Linked DNA regions of Ovis aries: all the other regions are linked to region 2. The links are chromatin contacts, called in public Hi-C maps. All regions are on one chromosome and are shown on one strand. Each heading gives the region's core, a stretch centred on a gene start, on an enhancer-like site or on the middle of the called end of the contact. The rest is flanking DNA. Distances are from core to core; before and after follow the strand shown.

Evidence for each region. Hi-C and Micro-C count contacts between places; a contact is called where the count stands out from the background.
Region 1: a contact with region 2 is called in a Hi-C map of hypothalamus, with 7 times the contacts expected there. The contact joins two enhancer-like sites. A contact is called at or near these places in 4 of 16 Hi-C or Micro-C datasets (hypothalamus, liver, skin fibroblasts and 1 more).
Region 3: a contact with region 2 is called in a Hi-C map of blood, with 5 times the contacts expected there. The contact joins two enhancer-like sites. A contact is called at or near these places in 7 of 16 Hi-C or Micro-C datasets (blood, hypothalamus, liver and 3 more).

The regions. Positions count from the first base shown.
Region 1 is chr5:85,039,797-85,044,434 of ARS-UI_Ramb_v3.0, reverse strand. No RefSeq gene overlaps it. Among named protein-coding and RNA genes, the nearest start is that of TRNAC-GCA, 290 kb to the left of the region's middle. Within about 2 kb of position 2,509, at least 9 of the 54 cell types and tissues checked have an H3K27ac peak or open chromatin away from gene starts, as enhancers often do. A contact at or near this core is called in hypothalamus, where this site is marked.
Region 2 is chr5:85,862,155-85,867,152 of ARS-UI_Ramb_v3.0, reverse strand. It overlaps LOC121819676 (a long non-coding RNA gene), which reads left to right. Exons shown (of 4, transcript XR_006060029.2): 1 at 1-3,392. Among named protein-coding and RNA genes, the nearest start is that of MEF2C, 140 kb to the left of the region's middle. Within about 2 kb of position 2,897, at least 9 of the 54 cell types and tissues checked have an H3K27ac peak or open chromatin away from gene starts, as enhancers often do. A contact at or near this core is called in hypothalamus, where this site is marked.
Region 3 is chr5:85,261,853-85,266,208 of ARS-UI_Ramb_v3.0, reverse strand. No RefSeq gene overlaps it. Among named protein-coding and RNA genes, the nearest start is that of TRNAC-GCA, 67 kb to the left of the region's middle. Within about 2 kb of position 3,033, at least 5 of the 54 cell types and tissues checked have an H3K27ac peak or open chromatin away from gene starts, as enhancers often do.

The DNA of each region.
Region 1 (4,638 bases), core at 1,260-3,759, 820 kb after region 2:
TTATTAAATTATTTGCTATTTAGTTAATTGGTTGGCCAAATAAACCAACCAGTATTCAAGAAAAAAAAAAAAAACTCTCTCAAGAAAAAAATAAAAACAAAACCCACAGAAAAGTCTTTTTTTAAAGTAAGATTCTGATCAGTAGATTTTCTTTATATTTTATAATACTAATACTATAGAAAACCAATTGACAAATGAGAATGAAATGTATTACCAATCATTTCAAGTACTAGTCAACACTGCTTGGTGTGACTCCAAATGTGTAATGTGCATGTGGCCTTTTAAGCTTGACCTAGTACACCTACAAAAGCATTTACAAGTGGTTTTTGCATAAAATGATGTTGCACATTTGATCAGACTCTTTGAATGTATGAATACAAAAAACCCCCACAAAATATTAGTCTGTGTTGCTTCCACCCATTACCCCTCTACCATGAAAACTTGGGAGTGTTGGTGTTTTCCATTTTATGGAAATAGTTTAGTCATTTATTCACATGGGGGTCCAATTTTTTTTTTTATAATTTAGAAAACACTTTCATTGAAATAATTAACACAGTCATTATGGGTGCATTGTCCCTCTCAGAACCAGTGTAATGCTATTATTTTTCAGCAAGTGATCAAGCAGAACTGAACGGGCAGTTTCTAAAGCGTATATGTATATACCTGCAGGTGGCTTTTCAAGCATAAAGTGACTTTCTGCTCCACTGGCGTTAAATACTTAGATACCACAAAAAACTTAGTTGCCGCTCACAGTCAGTTGAAATCATACTTCTAGAAATTGTTTTAGATCTGCATATAAAACCACTCATTTTAAGTATTAAACCATTAGTCTGTATTATATCTCTTATGACTATCTGTGAATTCTATAGAGCGTCTTAAGAAAGCAAGTCAGTTATGTGCACGTAAGGCTTCTATTTCAAGATATCTACCTACCTACCTATATCTATTTTATAGCAACTCATGTAATAATAATAATAATGGAGTTTTGGAGACTGTACTAAAAGTGTAGATATTAAATGATACCAATGATTAGAGCCATTGAAAATATGACTCACAGGACTCAATTCATGCATTTATTTAACATGACAAATTAACTTACGTTCCCACAAACTAAAAATACCCAGGGTAAAATGATATAATGTTGCCTATGAAGTAACTTTGCCAGGTTGTCCATTTGATCTCCAATATTTGTATTTCTAAAGAAGTGTGATTACATTTTATTGAACCCTTATTTAAAACATTCCTAGATGTTTTAATTGAATGTCACCATAAAATCTCCAGTTTTCACAAAGTCACTGAAATCAGGGCTAAGAGGATATCCGAAAATGATAATCTTCCTCTGAGAGGCAACACACAGGGGAAAAAGGAAACCTTTTTATCAGTCGCTCAAAACTAAAAAAAAAAAAAAAAAAAAAAAATTGCCTTTAGAAATCTTTCAAATTTTGAATTATAAAACCCATTATATGTATAAACATAGCTGTATCAGTAGCACATGAAATAAATTATGCAGTTCAGTTTTTCAGTGTGTAATATAGTTTTTGATCATATGTAAATTTGCTATAAGAGGTTTTAAAAGGAATCTTTTAAGATATACCCCAAACTACAGCAGATTTGTCATTCATGCCCTGCTGAGCATAGAGGCCTAATTTTACCTTTTTGCTATTATTTTAAATTAAGGCACTTATCCAAAAGATCAAAACAGCTTTTACAATGGACATTTTGTGAAGCGAGATGGTGATAATATCTGGGGGAATATGGTAATTGTTCCTGTTGTGGAGGCCCAGGGAGGTATAAGCCTTCTGTATATATCATATATCAAGAAGCTGGGAATACACCCCTTATAAAGTTATATCTCCAAGTTTGGAGGGTAGATTAGTAGATACCTTGTGATCAAGCAGAAACATTCTATGAAGCAAAAGCGTCGCATTTGAAAAGGACGAACAAAGGTATTTCCTCTTGGCTGGTAAAGAATTAAGAGGACAACCGCCATTCTGACAGCAGTTATAAATCCAGCTTTTCATATTGCAATCCTTAATGAGGGACTCCACAATATCAGATGAAGAAAGACAAAGAGAATTTTTGATGGGAAAAAAAATCAGGAAAGAGAGCAAGATGACTGAGAATATGAAAACTTTGTGTGCAGTGGTTTGAGCGCCAGGCTGATGCTGAAGGGACTTCTCTTTGCCCCTCACTACCTAGTAGGGGAGGCTGCATAACAAATAGCAGGCTAGCCCCTAAAGAGCCAAAGGTAAAGTTCTCAGGAAACCCCAGTAAACACTGAAATGATTTTCGCTATTCCAAATTTAATTCGACATTTTCTGAGTGTCGTGGGGGGAGGGAGGGTGGAGGACCCTCTTTGTGTCCTGAAAAGTGTCTTGCGACACAGAAAGATGTCTCTGAAAGAAAATGCATCTTGTGTGGCTGAACGCTGAGCTCTCAGCAGGAGTATAAACCCCTCCAGGGCGCCAGCGGCGGTGGTGGAGCGACCCAGTGCAGTGCTTTCATGCCATCTAGTGGCTCCATGAGAAGTTCCCCAAGACCCTCTGATCTCAGGAAAGCATTCCTGTTCGCATGGAGATAGTGTCTACAAGGCAAGGGAAGGGGAGGAATTGCCATAGTTATTCAGAGAATTCAGACAAAAAGGAGCTATTTTGCTTGAAAAATGTAAAGATTTTAGTTTTAAAATATCTCAGAGGTTTGAATAACCTGCCTTTTAGTTGTTGGTGACGTTTTAGTTTGGGTGGATCTAGTCCTAGAATTAGGATTCTTCTTCTATTCGTATCCATTTTTTGAATTTCTCCCCCACTTCTCTTCAAAATTCCTGTTTGGATTTTCATTTTCTCCAAAAATGGAAGCCTCTTTTTTTTTTTTTCCTTGATTCTAACAGGCTTTCACTTTTCAATAAATTGTCCCCTTTGGGCATAAAGTCAAAGAACCACCTCCTTGGAAACACTTAAAATAGTTCTATTCTCTGATGCTCTTCCCTGACCCCCGCCCTCAGCCCCGCTAGAGCAACAGCACTTGGAACCTCAGTTTGCCAAGCTTTACAGGCTAAGATATTATTGTCATTCTCAGAAATACAGCTTTCCACTGTTATCCTTGTAAATTATTATTAAGGTGGCCGTAGTCACATTATATGTATGTAGAGTGTATTTGAACTTTCTTTAATAAGTTAATCTTCAACTGGCATTGAGGATTCTTTACCATAAACCGCACATTTCTATCTTTCTTTTTATAGATTTGTTTCACATGTGAAGGGATTCCGCCTTTGAACCCATTGATTCACACGTTTTAAAGCATTCTACTCTGGCAGTACAGGATTGCCTTCTTGGATAATGTGAAAAGATTAGATTTGTAATGTTTTTGCTGTGAGGTATAGATGCCTTTTAATGACGCAAGGAAGCTGATTTCTAAATTTGTTTTATCAAGTATCTGCATAGTGTTAGTCATGGATCAAGGATTAAAGTCACCAAAAAGAGGGAGGGCTGTAGCACTACATGTATAGACCAGGAATGATGAAGACCTCATGGCATGAGAATCACATATTTTTTATTATGGTTGGAGATCAGTAAGAAATACAAGTTGTAACTATAGACAGGGTGTTCAGTGGAAAAATAAATACTTTAATAAAACATCCCAACTTGAAAGACTGTAGTAAATGAGTTTAGTACTTGTTTAAGAGGTGTGGAACTTTAACTTTTCATACATTTAAAGTAACATCACAGGGAAAATAATGTTATTGGTTATTTTCTTTACTTTTGGCATATGTATTAAAGTACTCACTTTCAAAGATTCAGTTATAAGCAAAATTAGAAATTCAAAAAGTAGAAATTTAATCTTTGATTTATGGGATGTGTTGCCTTAGTTGTATTCTTCTTGAACATTTGATTTTGGCAATAAGCAGATATCTTAATGTAAGAATACTCCTTTAAAAATAACAAGCCAAAGAGAATGTTCTTTAATTTGCCCACTTTGTACTAAATTTTAGTATAAATTGCTTAAAGAGAAGTCTGGGTTTTCACTTTTTTCCTTGTTTGCAAAGTTTAAACAATGATGAGGAAAAACTCATGTTACAAAAATTATTGAATAATCTCCCTGAATTTTTTATCCTTAAATGGCAATATTAGATCCTAAATAAGAAATACAGTTCAACTGTTTTGTGATTTTTAATTTTCTTGTGTAATTTCTTATCTGAACTTTAAATAATTTAAAAATTGTATTCAGTTTTTTACATTTTCTATTACTTATTACAAATGTACTTCCGTTTTATTTCCATATGCAAAAAAGGTACTTATAAAATTCTGAGAAATATTGTTCTAGTTTTTAATATAATATTTGTATTAATTTAATGAATATGTATTTCAAATTCGGTAGCTTCTCTACACTTCTCACTATCAATAATACTGAAAACCATAGAGAGTAATGTTCCTTTAAAAGAGCATTCAAAAAATTTTGGAACACTAGAAACTTTTTTGCTAGGTGGCATACTAATGCTTTTCTGCATTTCTTCTAAGAAGATTTACAGAGACAGAAAAGATAGACTTTCAAAATTTTTTAAAAACATGTCTCAATAAGATATTACTTTTCTGATAAAGATAAATTCACTACAACTGCATATATTCATTGTAAAGAACTGGG
Region 2 (4,998 bases), core at 1,648-4,147:
AAATTGGAGCACAACCCCAGCAATGACTATAAATGAGATTTTAGATAATCTTTGTAAAAGATAAGCAGAGAGAAGAGTAATACCTATAGGGGGATTTTTAAAAACAGTTTAAACTAGCCCCATTAGATACATTATGTTCAAAACCATTTAGTAGTGAATTCTTACTTTCCTTGATGCTGTGAAAGCCATTGATTATTATCACAGGAGCTCTCAGCAAAAAGAATCAGGAAGCAGCACCCCCACCCCCCCTTTTTTAATGCACAAGAGTTTCTTCATGAATCCCATTTGCTGGATCTCATCTGCCAGCTGAAGATCCTGTCGTGATCTGGGTAGGGACCAGCCCTGACATGCAGCCGTCTGCTTCTGGGCGGAACTTGGAGATAAAACTATGTTCTCAAGCCAAGAGGACAAAATGATTTTGCCTAGAATCAGGTTGTATTTTCAAGTTACCTTCCCTGTCTAATCATGCGGTGCTTAAAAGACTGATAAACTCAGTGAAGTCACCTCACCATCAAACCAGTTTCAGATTTGGGGTTTTTCTTGAGTCCTCAAAAAGAATCCCAAATCTTCAAAAGGGGCAGGCCAGACATTGCTGGGGCTACTGGGTATCTAATTCAAACCTTCATGGGCATTTTAGTAGCAAGAAAGGAAATCTCTGAGGTGGTACATGGTGAAAAGGAAAAGGAGTGTAATTTATGAAGTTCGCTGTTTGAGATATAAAAAGGTTTTGCAAACTGATAAACCTTATTTAAACCCTAAGTTTCTTTTTTCCTCTTTTACTTAGATAAGCAATTACTTTCTTTCACATGAATTGTTCTGCACCTCAAAGCTGTACACCTTGTCGCGGCCCACCCCTTTTCCAGAGAACTCAATCTTGAGGTCTCATTAGAAGCAAACTCTGGCTAATAATTTCAGAGAAAGAGGCAAAATGGTATTTAATAACCAGAGCAGTTTAATTATTAAGCAATTGTTTAATAATAATAATAATAAAAGAGTTCTAGCTCCACCATGCCACTAGTACTATAGCCTGGATCGTTCCCCTTCTACGAATACCCATTTCTAAACGGGTAGCGGTCCACGGAGATTGCACTGGTTCTCGGAAACCCAGCCCCAAACTGCGCGGGTGCGCAAGGGCCGAGATACCGTTGTGCGCCGAGTGCGCGCTCCTGGCCAGCGACCCGCGGGTGCAGGCTGGGAACGAGGCTCCATGTTACCTATTTCCCCTCCTATCGGCGCTCTCTGAAAGAATTTTTTAAACTGCATTTCGGATTGGTAAAATATGCTCCTTGTTTAATAGGCTGCACACCGGCTCGTTTTGATGATGGGAAATATTTTTGTTTGCCTACAACTAACAATTTTTAAAGAACAGCTTCGTTTGTTTCATTTTCCAACACAAGTATGGTGGGCACAGCGTTTTATAATCCTTATTCTGGAAGAAGATGTGGCAGGTCAATGGCCTCTAAAACATGCCAAATGTTCCAATAAGTTAATGTTCAGCAATTTTTTTTAAAGGCCACAGGATGAGTCTATATAACTCTACAGCAATAATCATCCCCTAACCAAATGTACAATGCATTGTTCACCAAACCATCCCAGTGGTTTCGCTGAACTGGGAGAAGGAGGATGGTTACCGTGACATCATTTCTATTATTTAAATTAAACAGCGAGGGGAGACTATAACTGTTAATAAAAGCCATCTCCACGCCCCTCATGGTTTCCCCTCCCCCTCTAGCATTTTATGACGTGTCATCCACGATAAATGTAAGCAGAATTATGTCGATCCGAGTAGCCTACTCTATAACTCTAATGTTGCATCTACAGGTCAGCAAGGAAATGCAGAGGAAAATTGCCATATTAAGGGACAGTTGTTTGAGAAAATATAGGTATTTATGAGTTTAGGGTGCTGGTGTTGTTTTTCTCTTTATAAATGTGTGTGTGTGTGTGTGTGTGTACAAAGTTCTGCAAACGCTTGTGCACACCCTCTGTAGTATACCCATGTTTGCACATTGAAAGCGGCCGGGTAATCGTTCCGTGGGGCTAGCTTAATGCAGTTAACAGAGAACTAACGTGTCATCTATGTCGAAAAGCATGCTCCTATTTTTAAAATCCCGTCACGTAATGAACTGGTTTTGTACCAGTCTGAAGCTTCCACCTTTATCCATCATGAATGCTCTTGTAAAAAAAACAAAAAAAAACAAAAAAAAAACACACAAAACATTTCAACCACTTGGTTCCTGACCATTGCTAAAACGACCCCCTTCTTTCTCTGCAACTATTCTTTATTTTTTTAAAGCCTATTTTCGTATTTAATAGTACTGATTATAAACAATCCTTGTTGTATAGAAACTCAGTTGAAATGATCCAGTGAGCTCCTGCCTTGGTCCTTGACGCAGACTGTCATCTCAAGTACTGGATGTGACCGGACTAGGTGGCCGGGCTCTAAGCTGCAGGAGACCGAAGCTACTTTTTCGTGCCCGGATGTCACCTTCTTTCTAGCCTGGAGCTTGCGCGCTGCGCACACACACGCGCGCGCACGCACACACACACACACAGACATACACCTCCTTCATAACTAGCTGAGGGGGTACCCCAAATGTGAGCAGAGCCGCGGGGCTGACTGAGGCTGAGCGAGCCTGGGCGGTGCGGCAGCCGCCGGGGAGAGCGCGCCCGGCCCAGGGGCTCTGGTTAAGGTGGGCGCCGGAGGCTAAGGACGCACGGGGGTCTCCGCGAGCTTTTAGTTCTGGTCTGAGACGCGGGCGAGGGTGGCCAGGAACCCAGGAAGGAAATCTAAGTTGCGTGGAGCGTTGGAGCCCTTAGACAGCCACCCTGGTCCGGGCGGAGGACCGCTGGAGCGTGGAGCGGCCTCCGGCGCTCGCTCGGGCGGGGTGGAAGCCCGAGAAGGGGGTCCCGCGGCGCTTTTGTACCGCCCCGCCTAAAGCCGGCCGCGATCTGACGTACCGGCTCCCCCGGGACGCTGGGGGCGTCGCACTGCAGCTGGGTGGGGAGCAATTTATTCCTCGCCGTCCCATCCCAGCCCATCTTCGGTTACTCCACCCTACCCGTCCCCTCCCTCCTCCCCCTCTACCTACGCCTTCACTACCTCCGATTCCCCACCCCCTCTCCATCCTCCATCCATCCCCCTTCGACTTCAGTCTCCCCCTCTCTCCCCTCCCTCCCGCCTCCCTTCTCTCTCCCCTCCCTCTCCTCTCTGAATAAGCAAGCTTTTGCCTCTAAAAGTCACAAGTAATCCTTGTGTGTGACAGAGGAGAGAGAGGAGAGAGGGAGAGGCGAGCTTTCGGAGAGGAGCAGCAGGCAGGAGGAGGATCTGGCATAGCGGCTGGGAGAGGAAACTTGACGCTTCGGGGCCAGCATTTGCCAGGGCCTTACTCGAGGTGAGTACTCGGGGGACGGCGGAGTTCGATTCCTGGCGGGGTCCAGCCTCCGCCCATCGCCCAGGCCCAGGAGACGGGCTCCGTGACCCGGGGCTACTCGAAGGCGGATACAAATGGGGGTGGGGGCGAGCAGGCGAGCGGGGTGAGGTGCGGCGGGCAGGGATCCGAGCAGAGGGCCGGGGTCAAAACGGTGCTGTGTGCCTGGCAAGGCTGGACTCCCGGCTCCGGCCCCGAGGCCCCCTGTGCGTCCGGCCAGGGTTCCAAGCGAGGGTGGCGGGGGATGTGGGGAGAGGTTGGGGGGGGGGGTGTTCCCGCTACCCGAGTCCCCTCCCTATCTGAGCGTCCCCGCGGCTCCCCTCTCTCCCACACCCGCGTGCAAAGCAGCCCCCGCTCAGTCATGAAGTGAACATTTGAGCCTCGCTCAAACCTGGAAAGGGAAAGTTTGGCGAGGCGGAGGCTGCGCAGCTCGGTGGTTGCCTGGAACCCAAGCTGGGACCCCAAGACTTAGGAAATCGAGAGATTTCCTTTTTTCTTTAAAAAAAAATTACCTTTAAAGAAAAATTGTATGCATTCAAAAAGATTATTGGATTACTATGTCTGATCAGCTGCTGATGACCTACCAATAAGCGTTTTAAATACACACGCACATTTGCGCGCGCGCGCGCGCGCACACACACACACACACACACACACACACACCACACCAGGGGCTATGTGCTGTAGGAAAGGCCGTCGTAAGTAACCAAGAATTCAGAGGAAGTCGCAGGGGCTTTAAAATGTATAAAGGCTGTGTTCATGTCCTCCACGGGTACAGAGAACAGAGGGAGGGGGCGGAGGGAGCGCACGTTGGCTCGGCGTTTTCTCTGTGCCTGTGTGTTTCGTGTGTTGTCAGCTGGCTCTGGTTTCTAAGCGCTGAACGCTGCCAGGGGCGGGGGCCGGCATCCACCATCCACCTCGGCACCCTAGTGGCGAAACAGGACTCATTTGTTTGGTGCAGAGCGGTGACGACCTAGAAGAGACTGAAGTGTGGTTAGGTCGGCCCCCTGCCATCCATTACACCTGCGGCAGATGGCTCAAGTGGTAGAATGGTTTGTTTTCGGGGATGGAGAACAGAGGAGGGGGAGGCTAGAGCCTCGCCCCACTCTAAGGAAGCACCATAAAGAACCAAAGACACGAAAGAAGCCATATTGTACCATCGAAAGAAATACTGTTCCGCAGTCTATGAGGGAACCTGGACATGTTAGTGACCTGGGTGCCTGACTCCAGTTGATGATATGGTAGAATTTTAGGATCAGTATTTTTTTCCAATGAATTTTTTTATGACGTCCCTACTCCCTCCTACACACACACACAGACACACACACACTCCTGTCTCCAACCAGATGCACACAGGTGTCCTTGAATATCTACTCCCTGAAGCCAAATGTCATTGAGCCCCTGCAGGTTTCACCGAAGCTGAAAGGGAGGCCACTCCGAGAGCTGGGAGCCTCTCCCCTCTCCCCAAGTGATTTATGCCACCAGCCTGCCTGCTACCACACACAAGTCCCCCACCCCAGATAACCATGTAGCAGGATTTCAAATATTTCCATCTCATTTTACATGTAAT
Region 3 (4,356 bases), core at 1,784-4,283, 600 kb after region 2:
CCAACAAAGGTCCATCTAGTCAGGGCTATGTTTTTTCTGGTGGTCGTGTATGGATGTGAGAATTGGACTGTGAAGAAAGCTGAGTGCCAAAGAATTGATGCTTTTGAACTGTGGTGTTGGAGAAGACTCTTGAGAATCCCTTGGACTGGAAGGAGATCCAACCAGTCCATTCTAAAGGAGATCGGTCTTTGGAAGGAATGATGCTAAAGCTGAAACTCCAATACTTTGGCCACCTCATGTGAAGAGTTGACTCATTGGAAAAGACTCTGATGCTGGGAGGGATTGAGGGCAGGAGGAGAAGGGGATGACAGAGGATGAGATGGCTGGATGGCATCACCAACTCGATGGATGTGAGTCTGAGTGAACTCTGGGAGTTGGTGATGGATCGGGAGGCCTGGCGTGCTGCAGTTCATGGGGTCGCAAAGAGTCAGACATGACAGAGTGACTGAACTGAACTGAACTGAACTGAACTGAACACTAAATATTGGTAAAACTAAATATTTTTATCAGCATCTATATAATGTAATGATTAAATGGAGACACTGCATTATTTAGGTGACCCAACTAACCTGTCAAGCTGGTCCAAATTCTATTGATGTATTCGGTAATCTGAAATGATATAAATAAATATATGTTAAAAATCCACCTGCTTGAACTTGGTGTGTATAAAACCATAGACATGCTCTAAACTTTATTAGTAGTATCTACTACTAAACAGAATTAATTAGGAGATGTGTCTTCAACCTCTTATTTTGAGATAATCTTGGACTTCTGGAAAAGTTGCAAAATAGTATAACAAGTTTTCCTATATCCATCATCCACATTTCCTCTGAAGTAAAAATACCAGAGCAGAGTTGGAAAAATGAATAAATTTTATATTAATACAATACTCTTCACTAAATAAGAGAGTTAATTTGGATTGTATTGGTTTTCTTACTAATGGTTTTTTCTTCTGCAATCTAATCCAGAATTCCACATTGACTTGAGTTGTCTTAATACCTTGGTCTCCACCAGTCTGTGATAATTCCTCAGTTTTTCCTTGATTCTTATGAACTTGAATTTTAAAAGGTACTGGTGTAGTGTTTTGGAGAATGTTCCTTAATTTTGATTTGTGTGATTTTTGCATGATTATACTGAGGTCATGCATTACTACCATAAGGTGGTATGTCCTTTTTCAGAGCATAGCATGAGGGTACATTGTGTCGATGTGTCTTGGTACTGGTAATATTAATCTAGGTCACTTGGTTAAGGAGGTGTCTACCATGTTTCTCCACTATAGTTATAATTTTTGTCTTTGTAATTAACAATTTTTGGGGAGGTGGAACTTTGAAATTATGCAAATTTTTTCCATAACCTTTGCCCACTAATTTTAGCATTCATCAGTTGATCTTGCCTGCAGCAATGATTACTGTGGTTTTTGAATGGTTATGCTTGTCCATTTCCTTTATTTCTGTACATTTATTAATTATAATAAGTAAAGAGGAGTTGTCCCTTCAGCACAATTTATTTGTAAGTAAATATTTTTAGGTAAATAAATATCTTAAGTCAAGGATACTTATCTTATTCTTTGGATTGTAAGTCAATATTATTTGATTTATTTTGTTTAACTTGTAGATTTGGCCATTTGAGATGTTTTTATTTTGGTGCTCGTATCCTTTCTGTATGTTCCCATCCTTTCATTTATTTTTCAGTACCACAAAATGCCTCAGACTTGTTTTATACTTGATGTGCCCTAGCCTTGGAATCAACTACTTTTCCAAGGATCCTTGCTTCTTTGTAATTAGAAATGGTATTTAGAAACCAAGGTCTGGATACTAAGGGTGCTAGTTCCTACCAGATGTCTCTGTTTCTAGGCCTTCTCAACACACAGCGCTAGGAGATATATGTATGTATAGTTACCTATGCACACACATACTTTTATTTTTGTATCTCTTTATCTGTATATACCTTTTAAAAAAAGAAAGATGATAAACTATTACTGATATGATCATATTTGTATTGCATACTGAAGAAAGCAGTTCATTCTAATCTTTCCCCTTCATTTATACCTTATTTCTCTGACAGTAGAAACATAGCTCTTAACACTACAAATATATTTACTTAGTTGCTCGATCTGATTATTTACATAAAATAGTTTTAGGATTACTAATTCAATATCCTTCTGAGAAAAACTTATCATCTAGAATACAGAAGTACAATATTTGTGACTTTGTTTTTTGAATTTTTACCGTATCAATCAAAAGACGGTTTTCCAGAATCACTCAGGTCGGCCCCTTTATTCTCTCCACCTTCTTCAGTGTGATTATGGGACAGATTTGTTATACCCTTAGACCAGGTTCCCTCATGTCTTAGTCGATATATATATATAGAAAACGTCACTGTGGTATACAGTGTTGTTGTTGTTGTTGTTTAGTTACTAAGTCATGTCTGCCTTTTGTGACTCCATGGGCTGTAGCCCCCAGGCTCTTCTGTCCATGGGATTTCCCAGGCAAAAGTACTGGAGTGGGTTGCCACTTCTACACATACAGTGTTGAGTTTTGACAAATGGAGTTATGTGTATAACACCACAGTTCTTAGTTGTATCACTTCTAAAATTCCTCTGTGCTGCTTCTTTGCAGTCAGTCCCCAAATGTCTGTTTTTACTTACCAGAAAACTAACTTTTTGAGAGTATTCCTTTCTGTTCTCATTTTTGCATTCTAAGTAATTATAGTGCTAGTTGATACTCAGTGAATGCTTATTGAATAGTCTGTGCCCTAACAGCTAATATCGAACAGGCACTGAAAAAAATTCTAAGTGAATGACTCAGTGGGCATTTATATGACAAAAGGGACATGAAATGACACTTTTGTTTGGAGACAGAATCACTTAACTATTGTTCTTAACACACCACATCAAAAGACAGTGGCTTAAAACAGTAAACATTGATTTGGCTTAGTACTCTGTGTGACTTGATCGGACAGTTCTGGACTGAGCCCAGCTTGACTGATCTTGGTTGAACTCATTCATGTAGTGTAGTGAGTTAACTGGTCAGCTGGACTCTGGCCAGTTTGGGTTGGCCACACTCACCAATCAGGCTATGCTTGGCTGGGCTTGTTTCATATGTAGTAACAGAGTTCAAAAAGAGTGAGTGAATGGCAATGTGCAAGGTTTCTTGAGCCATAGGCTCAGAACTCACAGCCTCACTGCTCCTGGACTCTAGTAGCTAAGGCAAAACATACAGCAAACTCAGGTTCAAGAGGTAGAACGTAACCTCTGAGTCTAGATGGGAGGAGCTTCACTGTCAGACTATCAAAGGCAAGGATACAGGGAGGAGTGATGAACTGCAGCCACTTTTGCAATCTGTTGCAGAATCTATGCAAATACATTTGTACATCTCTTAAATATTTCTTCATGTAAATATTAAAGCCATCCTGCCCCCTGCTGGTCACAATCTTGTATGTTAATTTTTTTTTTTTTTTTTTAGAATTCTCTCTACCCCAATATGCCTTAAAAAAAAACACCAAAATCTGATTCAGAACAGCTGATGTGAGACCAGAAATTGGCTTTTTTGAGAGGTTCCTCGAGATTAGGAAAAGAATTTCCATTTGTTAGTCACATTTTCTCCTCTTTGCGTACTCCAGTATTTCCACCTCCTTTGTTGGGCCACGGTTCTTTAAATGTATAAACTCATTGGAGAGAACCAATGAAACGATCATTGCACATTTACACGTGATAAAAGGAAACCTTCAGAAAATGGGGATCCTAGAACTGAGTTGTGTGCTGAGAATTTAAAGATTTGATCATTATATCCTTGACTGGATGCTTTCTTCTTTGCTAATAGGCTTAACTCCTTATACATAGTCACTTGTGTAGATGATACTGTGTTATACGTGATATTTATTTTTGGTATTCCTCGTAGTCTGTTTTCCTCTTAGTCACTCCTTTCCCGTCAAAGTTTCCCACAATATTTCCTGCCTTGTTTTCTCTTCACGGGCTTCACACCTCTCCCGATGACAGCGTTCATTAGAGTGCAGTCAGTTCTGCTTTCATAGTTATTCTAAGCACTGAGCAGTGATGGTGGATGTATCAGGGCTGACATGTTCCATCAATCCAGGGTACTTGAAAAGGAATGGTTAAATTGATGCCCTAAAGTTTGATTTTTGCTTCAATACTTTTTGTTAGTTTTAGCAAACTGCTCGGTACAGATGTCTCAAAGTCTCCAGACAGCCTCTGGGAAATTCGGCACATCTTGAATAAAAATGTGTTGGAGAAAAGAAAATGATACCCAGAATCCAAACAGGTGCATCAGGCGATGCATTTAATGAAGTTGCTAAGTTTTGATTGTGCAAAATGGGGCTTCAGTAGAAGAGAAGAGA